Regions from separate parts of the Mus musculus genome. Here all the other regions are linked to region 3. A link is a contact called in public HiChIP or PLAC-seq data. All regions are on one chromosome and are shown on one strand. Each heading gives the region's core, a stretch centred on a gene start, on an enhancer-like site or on the middle of the called end of the contact. The rest is flanking DNA. Distances are from core to core; before and after follow the strand shown.

What was found. HiChIP or PLAC-seq counts read pairs in DNA pulled down with a chosen protein or histone mark.
Region 1: a contact with region 3 is called in an HNF4G HiChIP or PLAC-seq map of pancreatic cancer cells. The contact joins two enhancer-like sites. A contact is called at or near these places in 2 of 115 datasets of contacts at active chromatin or transcription factors (embryonic stem cells and pancreatic cancer cells).
Region 2: an HNF4G HiChIP or PLAC-seq map of pancreatic cancer cells shows a contact between it and region 3. The contact joins two enhancer-like sites. A contact is called at or near these places in 3 of 484 Hi-C or Micro-C datasets (the HPC-7 cell line, bone marrow-derived macrophages and palatal mesenchyme) and 1 of 115 datasets of contacts at active chromatin or transcription factors (pancreatic cancer cells).

Annotation. Positions count from the first base shown.
Region 1 is chr10:111,388,017-111,392,351 of GRCm38.p6, forward strand. No RefSeq gene overlaps it. Among named protein-coding and RNA genes, the nearest start is that of Gm30145, 12 kb to the left of the region's middle. Within about 2 kb of position 2,040, at least 180 of the 459 cell types and tissues checked have an H3K27ac peak or open chromatin away from gene starts, as enhancers often do. A contact at or near this core is called in pancreatic cancer cells, where this site is marked.
Region 2 is chr10:111,362,679-111,366,714 of GRCm38.p6, forward strand. Gm30145 (a long non-coding RNA gene) reads right to left here. Exons shown (of 5, transcript XR_872033.1): 5 at 4,026-4,036. Among named protein-coding and RNA genes, the nearest start is that of Gm30145, 14 kb to the right of the region's middle. Within about 2 kb of position 2,588, at least 82 of the 459 cell types and tissues checked have an H3K27ac peak or open chromatin away from gene starts, as enhancers often do. A contact at or near this core is called in pancreatic cancer cells, where this site is marked.
Region 3 is chr10:111,935,269-111,939,581 of GRCm38.p6, forward strand. No RefSeq gene overlaps it. Among named protein-coding and RNA genes, the nearest start is that of Krr1, 35 kb to the right of the region's middle. Within about 2 kb of position 1,678, at least 66 of the 459 cell types and tissues checked have an H3K27ac peak or open chromatin away from gene starts, as enhancers often do. A contact at or near this core is called in pancreatic cancer cells, where this site is marked.

The sequences.
Region 1 (4,335 bases), core at 790-3,289, 550 kb before region 3:
GACCCTCTGAGTCTGCGCAGACCTCATGTTTTTGTCTGAGACTCCGGAGCAGGCGTCATAGCTGCACCCCAGCTCATCTTGTTATTTGTTTTAGACCCCTTAAGATTTTAGGCTAACACTGTGCAGGTGGAAGCCTGAGGAGAAAGCGAACAGGCTCAGCATCCCGCTAGGATTCCTGCACTACCCCCACCCCCACCCTCACCCCCCTGTGCTCTCAGACTTCACAATCGCTGATGGGGAAGACCCTGCGGTAGCAGTCACGTTGGCACTCTTGTGGAGACTCGCCTGAGTGGAAGTGACAGTTTCCCCTCAGGGATTATCTTTGATTGGCAGAAAATCTAAACTGGACAAAGGGAGTCAGGAGCGTGAGAACTCTGATTCCTCCGGGAACGGGGGTTGGCATTGCTGTGAGGATGTGTCAGGGACGCCCCAGGCTACTAGAGGAGGCAGCAGAGTCGAAGCTCTGTGCCCAGGTCTTTCTGCTTGAAAAAGGTGGATCGCGCTTTCCAGTGTGGACGCTATCTCCCGAATCTGGGACAAACATTAAGGTCCTAGGATCTCTAGTAAGCATCGCATATTTTCAAAGGGTCCATATCCACAGTGCGCCCAGTTTCTTGAACCCGACAATGTACCTCCAATTTCTAGGCTTGCCTTAACCTAAGGTCAAAAGGGAGCCATGGGGCTGGAGAGGTGGCCCAGCTGCCACCCGGCCCTGAGTCACATGCCCTAACACAGCCACAGAAACCCAGCACAGCTGTCACATGGCCATCTGCCTTTTAGGACTTGCCTCTCTTATTGACCAGTCATCCATTGTTCTGAGGTGAGCAAACTGACCAGCTTTGCCCTTTTCAGAGGCCCTCTGATGACGGAATGTATTGCCTCTTGGCTTTGTACATAGGTAGGCACAGGACAGAGGCGAACATGTAAATAAGGAGAAAAAAAAATCGGGGACAGGGGATGAAGAAGGTGGAACTTAGAAGAATTACAAGCATGAATTATGCTTGCCCTAGCCTCTCCATGCAGTGAAGAGGCACCTGGTGGAAAGGGATAGTGGGGCACTGCGAGAGGGATGCTGGAAGTGTGTGAAAGACTGGCTGAGACGTCACTTCCGGTTTGTTATATGCCAACATGTTGATGACTAACTAAACTTTGCTCAGAGAAGTTGAAGCATGAAGCAAGCTACTCGGCCTGTCAATAAAGAAATCAACATGTTCTTTATCTTCAAAGTTCTGACATCACATGGCATTATCTTCAGAAAGACAGTCAACTAGAATAGAACGAACTGTCAGATCACAAATAGTGGGTTCAGGGAAGATTAGGTGGACCAAGTAGGCGGATAGGTGTCTGATAGGAAGCAAGGCTAGAGAACAAAAAATATCCAAGAGAAAAGACTGCTTTAAGGGGTGTGTGTGAAAATGCACAATGACACAAGAAGGAAGGAAATCTGTTTTTCACCCTAATCCTACTTGTAAATTTAACTAGTATAGTAGGCAAACAAGACAAAGTCCCCAAAGAGCCTTAAGGTGGTGACCATTGGTGGTAGTATAGACGCTTGTGTGGTCTATGTGTATAAATGTGGGACATTTGTGAGGTATGTGTGTATGATGTGCGTGCATGGTGTGTGTATGTATATAGTGTATCTGTGTGGTGTGTGATTTGTTTGTGTGTGTATATGCTTAAAAAAATTAATTCTCGCACCCAGGCATGAACGTGGGAAATAAACTGGAATTTCTCAAAGATGGGGCATGGCGGTTTTGAGGTACCTCAAGTGATTTCAAGCACATCATGGAGGGATGAGGGAGGCTGAGAGTTTCCTGGTCCCTAGTCAGAAACTCGGGTTAGCCGCCCCCTCTCTTAGATTCATTCCTTCCCCTGCCTGAGATGAACACAGCAGATTGTACTGTTGGTGTCTGGGCTTTGTGCATTTTTGACCGATAGTGCCTCATAGGTGCTTGGGGGACAGGGTTGTGTTTCAGAGAAGGGTAGCCACCACTTTCAAGACCACATGTTCCCACAGCACACGCGGAGATGACGCAACTCACTTAATTGCATTACAAGGCTCTGAGTCACCTGGCACCCTGCCAGCTGACAAATTCCAGGCTGGGCTGTTTCAGATCCTCTCTCAGTAGACATTTTTATCCTGGGAGCTGGGACTGGGGATGCAGCACACAGAATTAGCTCAGGGCTTCTCTTAGGGAAGGTGCTGCTCCATGCTCCGTGCTTACATAACCGTACAGCTGTGCCAGCCGGCCCACAGAACGCGATCCCAACATTATTTTTCTTTCTTTCCATCACGTTAGACTCTATTCAGTGGAGACGAACTTCCCTTGTCTTTTTTTTTTTTTTTAAGCTCTTGATGTCAATTGCTTTTTGCTGTGAGGCAGCCTTATTTTTAGAAATGTAACATATTCAGTCTCACATAATAATGAAAACTCCAAACTTAAAGACTGGGTCCTTGTTCCTGCATTCTCTTGATCTGGAATGGATAGTTATTCTAGAGAAGACAACAGTTTCTTCTGCCCTTATGGGTTCTATGGTTGGCCTAAGAATTAAATGTGCAGAAGACAGATTAACAGGAGAAAAGCAATTTTAATAAAGTTCACGGTACTGGAGTTGTTAGGGTCAGAACCTAGGCGCTAACAGGTTACCATGGACGCCCATTCTCACCCACTCTCACTAAGCCAATTAAACAGATAAATAATGGTAGGAAAAGAGAAAAAAGATAGTCATTCAATGTGGTCACATTGAAATGAGAAATTATGAAGTCATGTGACCCCACACCCAGTCCATCCTGATGTGAGATTTAGGTTTAAACAGGGGACAAGAGGGGACAAGTTGTCTGAACTCTGAAATTTCTTCCTGGGAGTCAACTCCTCTCTTCTGGCTGACCTCAAGAGCTCCAGACTTTTCTTTGACCCAGCTTGAGACTTCTGGGAAAGTAGCGACTTCTTTGGGTTATCATCTTGATAGTCTGATAGCTGAAGGGAAGGGCATAAGGATATTCTTAAAATATTTCACTCCCACCAAGAGTATACACATGTACACAAGTCCCACAGATGTGTGGGATACAAGGGTGGAGCCAGAGCGGTAAGACATATGCATCATCCCTAGGTAGAGAAAGGACCAGAGGTTTGGGCTTCTAAGGAACTTGGCAGAGATGAATTGTGAGAAGGAGAGAGATAAAAAGTGTCATAAATAAAGTTTGCTTTTATGTATACGGTTGTACGCGTTCAAGTCTTTCGGCTGTCAAAAGTTTCCCAGGAATAGCTCGCTATATTCCTGGGCTAGATACCTTTTGTAATGAAAGTTTCATTATGAATGTAAAAGTCCTTTAAATGTGAGATGTTATATTTATCATAAGAAGGAGAGACAAATGCCTTCCTCCCCCCCCCCCCCCCCCCGGGTTGGTTTTCTAGCTTCTTTTTAAAAACTGAAGACACAGAGCTGGAAGGCATATCTCCTATGTAAGTAACCGTCTAGGTTGAATGGCAATGAAAATCTAGTTTTCTGTGTCCTGTAGCCAGCCGGTCTTAAAATGTGTTTTTAATTGAAACTGAACTATATCACTTCCCCTCCCTTGCCCCATCTAGTCCTTTACCAGCCAGCCCGCATAAGCCCCTCCCATGCACCCCCCACTCTCAAGTTGATCCTTCTTTTTTCTTATTGTTGATGTGTATGTGTGTGTGTGTGTGTGTGTGTGTGTGTGTGTGTGTATAAATACAGCCACTAAGTCCATTTTTGTCGTTTGTATGTATATGGATCCAGGCATGGCCACCCTTCATTGGACAACATATAAAGGTACTTGTCCCAGGAAAGAGGCTAATTCTCTGTCTCCTAGTAGTCATTAATTGCCTGCAGTTCTTTGTCAAAAGGATTGGAAGCCCATGAAAATTTCCCCTTCTCCCTTACATGTCCATTGAGACCACCATTGCTCAAGTCTTGTTTATGCAGTCATTTCTAGGAGGGACTGTCTCACAGAAGATTTTCTGGTATTCTGGTTCTCATACTCTTTCTGCTTCCTCAGCTGAGATGTTTCTTGAGCCGTAGATGCAGGAGCTGGAACGTAGCTATAGCTGTTGGGCTTGGGTTCCCCATGCCCTCTTGATCTCTGCATTGTGTGCAGTAGTAGATTTCTGAGATGGTCTCACTGGGTAGTTTTACATCAACTTGACACAAGCTAGTCATCTGAGCGGCGGGAACCTCAATTTAGATCAATTAAATCCGTAAGATCAGGCGATAAGCGAGCCCATAGGGCTTTTTCTTAATTAGTGATTGATGGGAGAGGCCCAGCCCAGTGGATGCCATGCCTGGGCTGCTAGCCCTGGGTTCTATAAG
Region 2 (4,036 bases), core at 1,338-3,837, 570 kb before region 3:
TTATCATTCAGGTTGACTACTAGATGACAGAGGGCAACATGTGGGTGTACTTGGCATGGCTTAAGCCGTATGCCAGTTTGTGATTGCTCTCCTAGTGTGCGATGGGGCCCCTTTGTATGATACCGTCTCTAGAGTTTATATTCTTGTAGAAGAAGAGGAGCTTCGAGAACTGTATGTAAGAGCAGATCAAGTAACTATCAGCTATTTAGATATAAATGTTGGCATGTTAATTAACACTGAATAGAAATAAATTAGTATTAAGTAACACTTTAAAAATTAACTTCTTGGTTACAGTAGCTAGGTTTCAATGTGCTAGGTTCTACCTTATTGGTATAGAAATATAATATTTATATTACTGCAGAAAATCCTTGTTCCAGGATTTCCATAGTACCTATATAGCTCTCTGTTTGGAGGTGACAATCAACTGTATAATAAGTAAATTATTTAGCAATCAGTATCAAGCACACTAATATGATCACTATTATTAATGAGGCAAGAGGCTGTGGCAGAGATTGTGTAAAATCTGAAAAACATCGTTTGAAAAGAGCAAGTTGTCATGGATGAAGGCTGGCTCCCACCTCCATCCCTAGAACAACTGAACCTGGCCACTGGTCCAGGCCCAGAGGAATCCCCAAAATGTAGGTAATACTAAAGACCACATTGTGGAGTCTCAAGAGTATAGTGAGGTGCAAATGTCTGCCAATGCATGAAACCATGTGACAGATAGAGCATGCGCAGAAAAAGCCTACCTACGTAAATGTCCCAGAGAACCTGCGGGCAGGCGCATAGCATAAAAGCCGAGCACATTGGACGCCAAGCTTCCCTCTCCTTTAGCGGCCCACTCTCACTGGGAACTACATCTTGTCTTAAGCAGTGGTCTCGGATGGTTATCTCTGCTCAATTCTTCCTTCCAAACTCAAGAAGCCCTCTGCAGGTGACATCCACTGATGTCGCTAAGAACAATGCTGAGTGTGTGTGTGTGTGTGAGCGTGCACAGATGGAGAAGACTGTGACGTGTTTGAGGTAAACATGAGCCCCCCCACCCCCATTTTATTCTCATTTTGTTGCACACCCTGCCCCCACAGGGCGACTGAACACGCAGAGACCACTTTAAAAAAAAACTTGCTGCGGTTTGAAAATCAAACGCACCTACAAACCAAAGCTGTCCACACACCAGCTAGCTGATAGACATTCTTTCTCAATCCTGCTGAACAGCTCGCTCGCAGTCTGACCCTGTCTCTAATTGAAAGACTGGCCTTTGAAGGGAGAGAAGCTTGAAGTTCTCTGCAGAGCCAGGGTTTCTGTCCCCATGGATTAAGAGTGGCTGCCCTCCTGCTCTGTCACTGTACAGTCAATTGGTCGCTCTCCCTTCCTATTTCTTTTAAGTCACAGCAGCCACAAGATAGCAAATTCTGAGAGGATAAGCAAGAAGGCTTCACTCAATAGAGTGCCCCCACTAAAACTAAACTTCCAGATAACAATTCTTATTCTGTCTTGTCCTGGCTGGTGAAAATGGACCTATGGAATTTCTGGGATTCTGTTTGCTATGAGCTTTAAGGGGTGACAGCAGACTGACTAATACACCCCCAGGAGGAACACCCGGAGTTTTCCTCCGCTTGGGCAGAGTGTTTGTACAGCTTCAAACGCTCCGAACATTGGAACTTGACATTTTGAAACAGGATCAGTCAGGTCTGCTTGTGCCAGTATTTGAACTGGTAAAGAATAGAGCATCTCTGGACTCAGCAGTCCCTGCTCCAATCCCAGGACTAATTGACAAAGCTGTGTGGAAACAAGGCAGCCAGGAGGATTTAGCTAATCTCTTCTGCCCTTTGTGCTAGTTCCGAGCAGACAAGAGCCTGCTGGGTTGCAGCCTCGAGGATAAGATCTGTGCATCCGGGGGCTTGGGGGCAGGGGTGGGGGTGGGGGATAAGAACATTACTCAGAGGTAGAGTGCTTGCATGAGACCCAGGGTTCAATCTTCAGCCCCATAGAAAGAAAAGCAGAGAAAAAAATCAGTGCACACAAGCATAAGGAAGGGAAACACATTCTAGTATTCTGGACTTCAGCATATTCCTGCAGCCCAGTGGTAAACAGTGTATGATTTTTAATGCAGGTATAAAGATGCAAAGAACTGCACGTTTTCATTGCTAGACCAGTATATCCTCAATGCGTAACATTTTATCTAGCTTTGTATTTCTCGATCTCATTCGTGACTTGTATTTTGGGTTTCCTAACACACTGTTCCCAGTGACAGGAGATGTTAGCCGTGGGCACTCCATGTGCAGCCCCTCTAGTGGGGTTAAACAGTTCCTGGAAGTAAAGCAATTGTGAGTTGTAGATTCTCACCCCATCTATCAATCCTCAGTCAAGGCTGGCCCTGCGATCATCTGACTTCCTTTAATCCACCAGTCAGGTCATTTCCATAGCTACCCCTAGCCATAGCCTACTGTAGGCCAGAATATAAAGAAGTATTCAGCTCCTACTCTCCTGCTCCCTTCCCCCTATGACTGGCAAGAGTCTGGTGTGCTAGAATTCTTTCTGAAGTGACTGGATTTTTTAATCAGTAGCCAGCACTCCCCTTTGACCCTGTTCATTACAAAACTTCCTGGATGCTTTCCATGCCTTAGAGAGGAAGCAAGGCTGACCACACAGCCACAGAGAGATGCATTTCTCCTGTCTTTGGAGAAGACGCTGCCATTTCTACTGTGTACGTCAGACGTTTGCTTCGACTGAGGCTAATTCTCATTCTCTTTTGTCCTCGATGGTACAAATGGACCTATATCTCCTGGAATTTCTGAGATTCTGTTTGCTATAAGCTTTAAGGAGTGACAGCAGAAGACTAATATATCCCCAGGAGGAACACCCAGAGTCTTCCTGTAAGAGAACTCTGAGCTCGGGTCTTACACTAGAACTGCCTGCCCCCTTCACAGGTCTTTCCGAAACGTCTTAGGGTTACTATTGTTGTATGAATCACTGTGATCAAAAGCAACTTGGGGAGAAAAAGTTTATCCTCAAAGAAGTCAGGACAGAAACTCAACAGGGTTAGAAACCCAGAGGCAGGAGCTGATGCAGAAGCCATGGAGGGGTGCTGTTTACTGGCTTGCTCCCCATGGCTTACTCAGACTGCTTTCTTATAGAACCCAGAACCACCAGCCCAGGGGTGGTACCACCCACAAAGGGCTGGGCCCTCCCCCATCAACAACAAATGAAGAAGGTGCCCTACAGACTTGCTCACAGCCTGGGTCTTATGGAGGCATTTTCTCAATTGATGCTCCTTCCTCTTTGATGACTGTAGCTTATGTCGAGTTGATATTAAACCAGTCAGGACACCAAATAGAGCCTGTGCTCTTATGATGCTCATTCTCTTGTCTCTCTTTCCTTCTCTCATCTCATTGACCTTACAGGAAGAGCAGGCAGTGTGCTTTGAGAGACAACTAGTAAAAATGCAGTTAGTGCTTTGCAGGGGTTAAAGATCCTTTCTTCAAATACGATCCCATTCTGAGCTGTGGGCGATGACGATTTAAAAACACATGAGTTTCGAGGGGACAAAACTTAGCTCTTAACAACTCGACCGCACCTTCTTTGTCCATACAACTAGTATCACCCGAGCTTGTAAGTCTTTTGGTGGAAGAGTTAAGAAGAGTGAAGTTAGAGACCCTGCACAGATGGGTCTTGAGGATGGAGCCCCTGTGGTGACATTAGTGGCAGTATAAAAAGACGAACAGATGCTAGAGCTAGCAAGCTTGGTGTTTTATCCTGTGATGTTGTTGTGTGACTTTTCCTAGGGAGTCATGAACAAATGTCCTTTCACCCCCAAATGGGTCATTGACAACACACCAAAGAAACAATCCCACACATCTAGCTTAGTGAACTGCACTGGCTGCTTTTGTGCCAACTTGACACAAGCTAGAGTCACCAGAGAGGAAAGAGCCTCAGTTGAGGCAATGCCTCCATGAGATCCAGCTGTAAGGCATTTTCTCATTTAGTGATCAGTGGGGAAGGGCCCAGAACGTTGTGGGTTGTACCACACCTGGGC
Region 3 (4,313 bases), core at 428-2,927:
TCTAAGTCTCATTTATTTGTAAGCTAGTCTGGTTAAACTTAAATTGGTTGCATCCAGAGGTCACTGGGCTTGGCGGCAGGCCCTTTACCCACTAAGCCACCCCTCATCATTCGCTTTTAAAATCACTGTGTTGTTTTTGTTTTCTCCAAAGCCATATTGATTCACTGTGTATTTCTTCATGGTTGCTATGTTACCTTGGCAAATTTCCCAAAGACCAGTGACTAGAGAGTTCTTTAATTCTCTGAGCCTTAGTTTCCTCTGAGCATGAGATTATTATACTGTGGCACACATAAGTTTGTTTTAAGACAAACATTTATCAGGACTTGGGAAAAGGCAGAAGGCCCTGGGTTTGATCTTTAGCTATGCACACATGCACATGCACACACACACACACACACACACACACACACACACACAAATATACACACACAAATATACACATACATAGACACACATATAGATATACACATACTAAGACACTCACATGCACATAGACACACAGAGAGAGACACACAGAGACACACACATGCAGACACACACATGCACCATACACACAAAATTGTGATACCAACACTAGAGTCCCCTGACCTATGGTGCTTTATGTTTGTATTTTATGACTTTTCAGAAGTCCCAGTGATGAAGATCAGTGTGACAGTCCACTCGCATCCAGGAGTTGATTGCAAAGGGACACAATAATTCCCATGGGTTAACCACAGCACTTAGCTTAGACCGTCTCAGTTGAGGCGTATTTTAATCTAGTTCTCAATTTACAGATGGGATTATGTGTAGAATGATCCTGGGACCCATGTTAACCTCCCCAAGCCTTAAATTAGCCACAAGACCGTGTCACAGCCCCACAGATGTTGAATTGGAAGTCCTCCCATGTGCACACACATATTTAGAACACTAGGCATCTCCGCTTGACTGATGAATCGGCAAAAGCCATGCCAAGCTTGTCTGGATGTCTGGAACTCTCTAAACAGCAACTATTCCTCTGCTCCTGAGTTTGCCAGGTTCTGGGTTCAGGACACATCTAAACTTCTTTCTCTGGACCAGTGTCTTGGGTCGTGGCTCTCTCCTATCCTAAGGATTCACTTGGTAGCCATGTGATATGTTGAGCAATGGCTGTAAATGTGGGGGAAGCTCTGGCACAACTAGAAACAGTTTGACAAACCCATTCCTGACTGACCTTTTCTTTCCCTCCAGTTTTGCTATCACTGGCCTGGAAATGAGGTATCTGCTAATCCTGACATCACGGGCTAACTAGCCAGTGAGATCCCGTTCCTAATGGATGTGGAGCCTCTGCTGCAATACCTCTGTCTCTGCCCTGCTAGCCCCACCCAGAAAGCCTCCTGTCTTCCTTTCCACTCTTGCTCTCTTCCTCTTTTGTCACATACTCTTCAGAGTGTCCGCAGATGTCAAGTGGAGAGAAAGACATGTGGCATGAATGCTCTTGTGCTGGCACAGGGATACTTCCTGAAGAAGATAGGGCCCCTCGCCGGGTCGCTGAGCAGGCTGCCCATCTGGATTTGTCACAGCTCGGGGCCTATTCTTGATTTAGATAGCTTGACAACTCTCATACTGGCACGATGCCACCCAGGGTGCCAGTCAACGGGCCATCTAGCCATATCAAGTGCGGCTGTTCAGGGCAGGAATCCTAGCCAGGAATTTCTAAACTGCCATTCGTGAGAGGTTCAGTGCATTTTGGCTGGGGAAAAGCTTCCAAAAATAAACACTAGATACTGTGGCCATTTGTTTGGACTTTTGTAGAAGTGTTATTAGTCATTGGGGGTAAGAAAAGGACGGTGGACACGTCAGCAGGAAATGAAGTCTAATTAATCATTCTGACAGGCAGCAGGGGACTTGAGCCCACTCTTCCCAGAACAACTGTGGGGAATTTAGGAAATGGCTAGAACAGCATTTGGTCTTACCAAAGTCTATTTATTTCTTCAGAAATTGAAAAATCACGGATGAAAGTGAGATAAGTCCATGGGAAATAAACAACATAGGGACCCGAGAAGTGAGGACATGCCTTCTTAGAATTTAGTTCTAAGACGGTCAAGCCGAAGGCCCTTATTTCAATGTTTGGAATGTACTTCCTTTGGATGATATTTACACGTGTGTGTATCAGTGTGTGTGTATCAGTGTGTGTGTGTGTGTGTGTGTGTGTGTGTGTGTGTGTGTGTGTGTGTGTTTGGAATGTGAATTGAGACAGAGACACACAGAGAGAAATAGAAAGACAGACACAGAGACAGAGACAGAGACAGAGGGACAGAGATTGGAAGCTAGACGCTAGGCAAATGCTACATTCTTGCATACTAGGCAAATGCTCTAAGCTGAGCTGTCTACTGCTCTCTCTTTCCACTTTTTATTTTGAGATGAGGTGTCACTAAATTGCCCAGGCTGATCTTAAATTTGTGATTCTCCTGCCTCAGCCCACTGAGAGTAGCTGGGGATGTATAGGCTGATGCTACCAAACCCAGCATGTTCCTAGCCTCTAATTGAGAATTCAGTTCATTGCACTTTCAAGCCTAAGGTTTAAGCAGCTTTGTGAGTTGCTAAAGCCTCATGCTGAGGGCTGCTAGCATGTACCTTTTGCTGAAAAACATCAGTTATTATCCAAACAAATTAGAGGTAACCCCTGCCTTCCCACTGAAAACATCGTTTTTCCTCTCTTCCTGTTTGTGTATATATTATAGAAGGGCAATAACCGTATGATTTTACAAGAATACTATGCAGAATAAGTAAGAAAGTTGTCCAAGAGGCCAAGCCTAATGTCCCAGGGCTATAATTCCAGCTATTGTGGAGGCAGAGGTAGGAGGAATCACAGGGGCAGGGCCTGCCAGAACTACAAAGTACGTTCAAGGCAAAACTGTACAAAATGCAGCAGGCAACTAGTAAGACATCATCTCAAAAAAAAAAAAAAAAAAAAACAAACCTCTTTTTTTTTTTAAAGGACTGAGAGGATAGTTCAGTGGTTGGTGCTTGCTTTCTAAGTGTCACAGGCCTGACTTTCTTCCAGGCTGGGAGGCAGTCAGGAGGGAAGGGAAGAGAAGAGGAGGGGAAAAAAGAAATGGAATTTAGGCAAACATCTTAGTATTAGTCGGTGCTCAATATATATTAGTATCAAGTAGATCCACTAGATTCCCGATTCACACAGATGAAGAGTTTCTTTGTTTGCCCAGCCTAAATATATCTTAGTCTTTCCATGTCCGTTTTTTAACCCTTGTCTCCATGTGGTATGTTGAATTTAATTTTTATTAGCTTGTATTGGGAAATTGTTCCACTTTGGGGCTTTTGAGATACTGACCATGCTAAAAATATAGAGGCAAACAAATATGTGTGTGTATGCGTGTGAATATAAATATGTATATGTAATGTACATGTATATGATGTGTATGTTGCATATGTTGTATGTATATATGTGTGTATATATGTATAAGATGTATATCATGTATATGATTGATATATATGATGTAGATGATGTAGATGTTTATGATATATATGATGTATATGATGTATATGATGTATATGTAGATGTAGATGTAGATGTAGATGTAGATGTAGATGTAGATGTAGATGTAGATATAGAAAGGTATTTGTGTACATCTTCTCCCAGCTCTTGTCACCAAAACCCCTTTCAGTGGTTTGACAACCGCCCAGGAACTTGAAAGTGGATATCCCTCTAGTGGCCTCTGAAGGTCATTATCCTCAGAAGTTCATGAATGCTGTGCTTCTGATCTTCATCACAAAGGACCAGTTATTAAACGCGTATCAGCATACCACTGTCCCAGGATAATTTAAATATCCAAAGTAACGTATGCAAGCATTTACCATTGACTTCAATGGATAAACGGCCAGCTGAGATGTACTCACTGTTTTATCCAGTCATCTCTGTTTCATTTGTTTATAGTGTCTGAGTCCTTATGCAGTAGATGGCTGGCTGGGAGACCAATTTATAATTGTCGCTGTTGATACAGAGTCTTTCTATGTAGCTCAGATGGGTCAGATTGAAGATTTTCCTACCTTGATTTCTCGAGTGCTGGGATCACAGGCATGCACTACCGTGCCAGCTCTCCAAATTCTTCTTCTTCTTCTTCTTCTTCTTCTTCTTCTTCTTCTTCTTCTTCTTCTTCTTCTTCTTCTTCTTCTTCTTCTTCTTCTCCTTCTCCTTCTCCTTCTCCTTCTCCTTCTCCTTCTCCTTCTCCTTCTCCTTCTCCTTCTCCTTCTCCTTCTCCTTCTTCTTCTTCTTTTAAAAAGATTTATTTATTTATTATATGTAAGTACACTGTAGCTGTCTTCTGACACTCCAG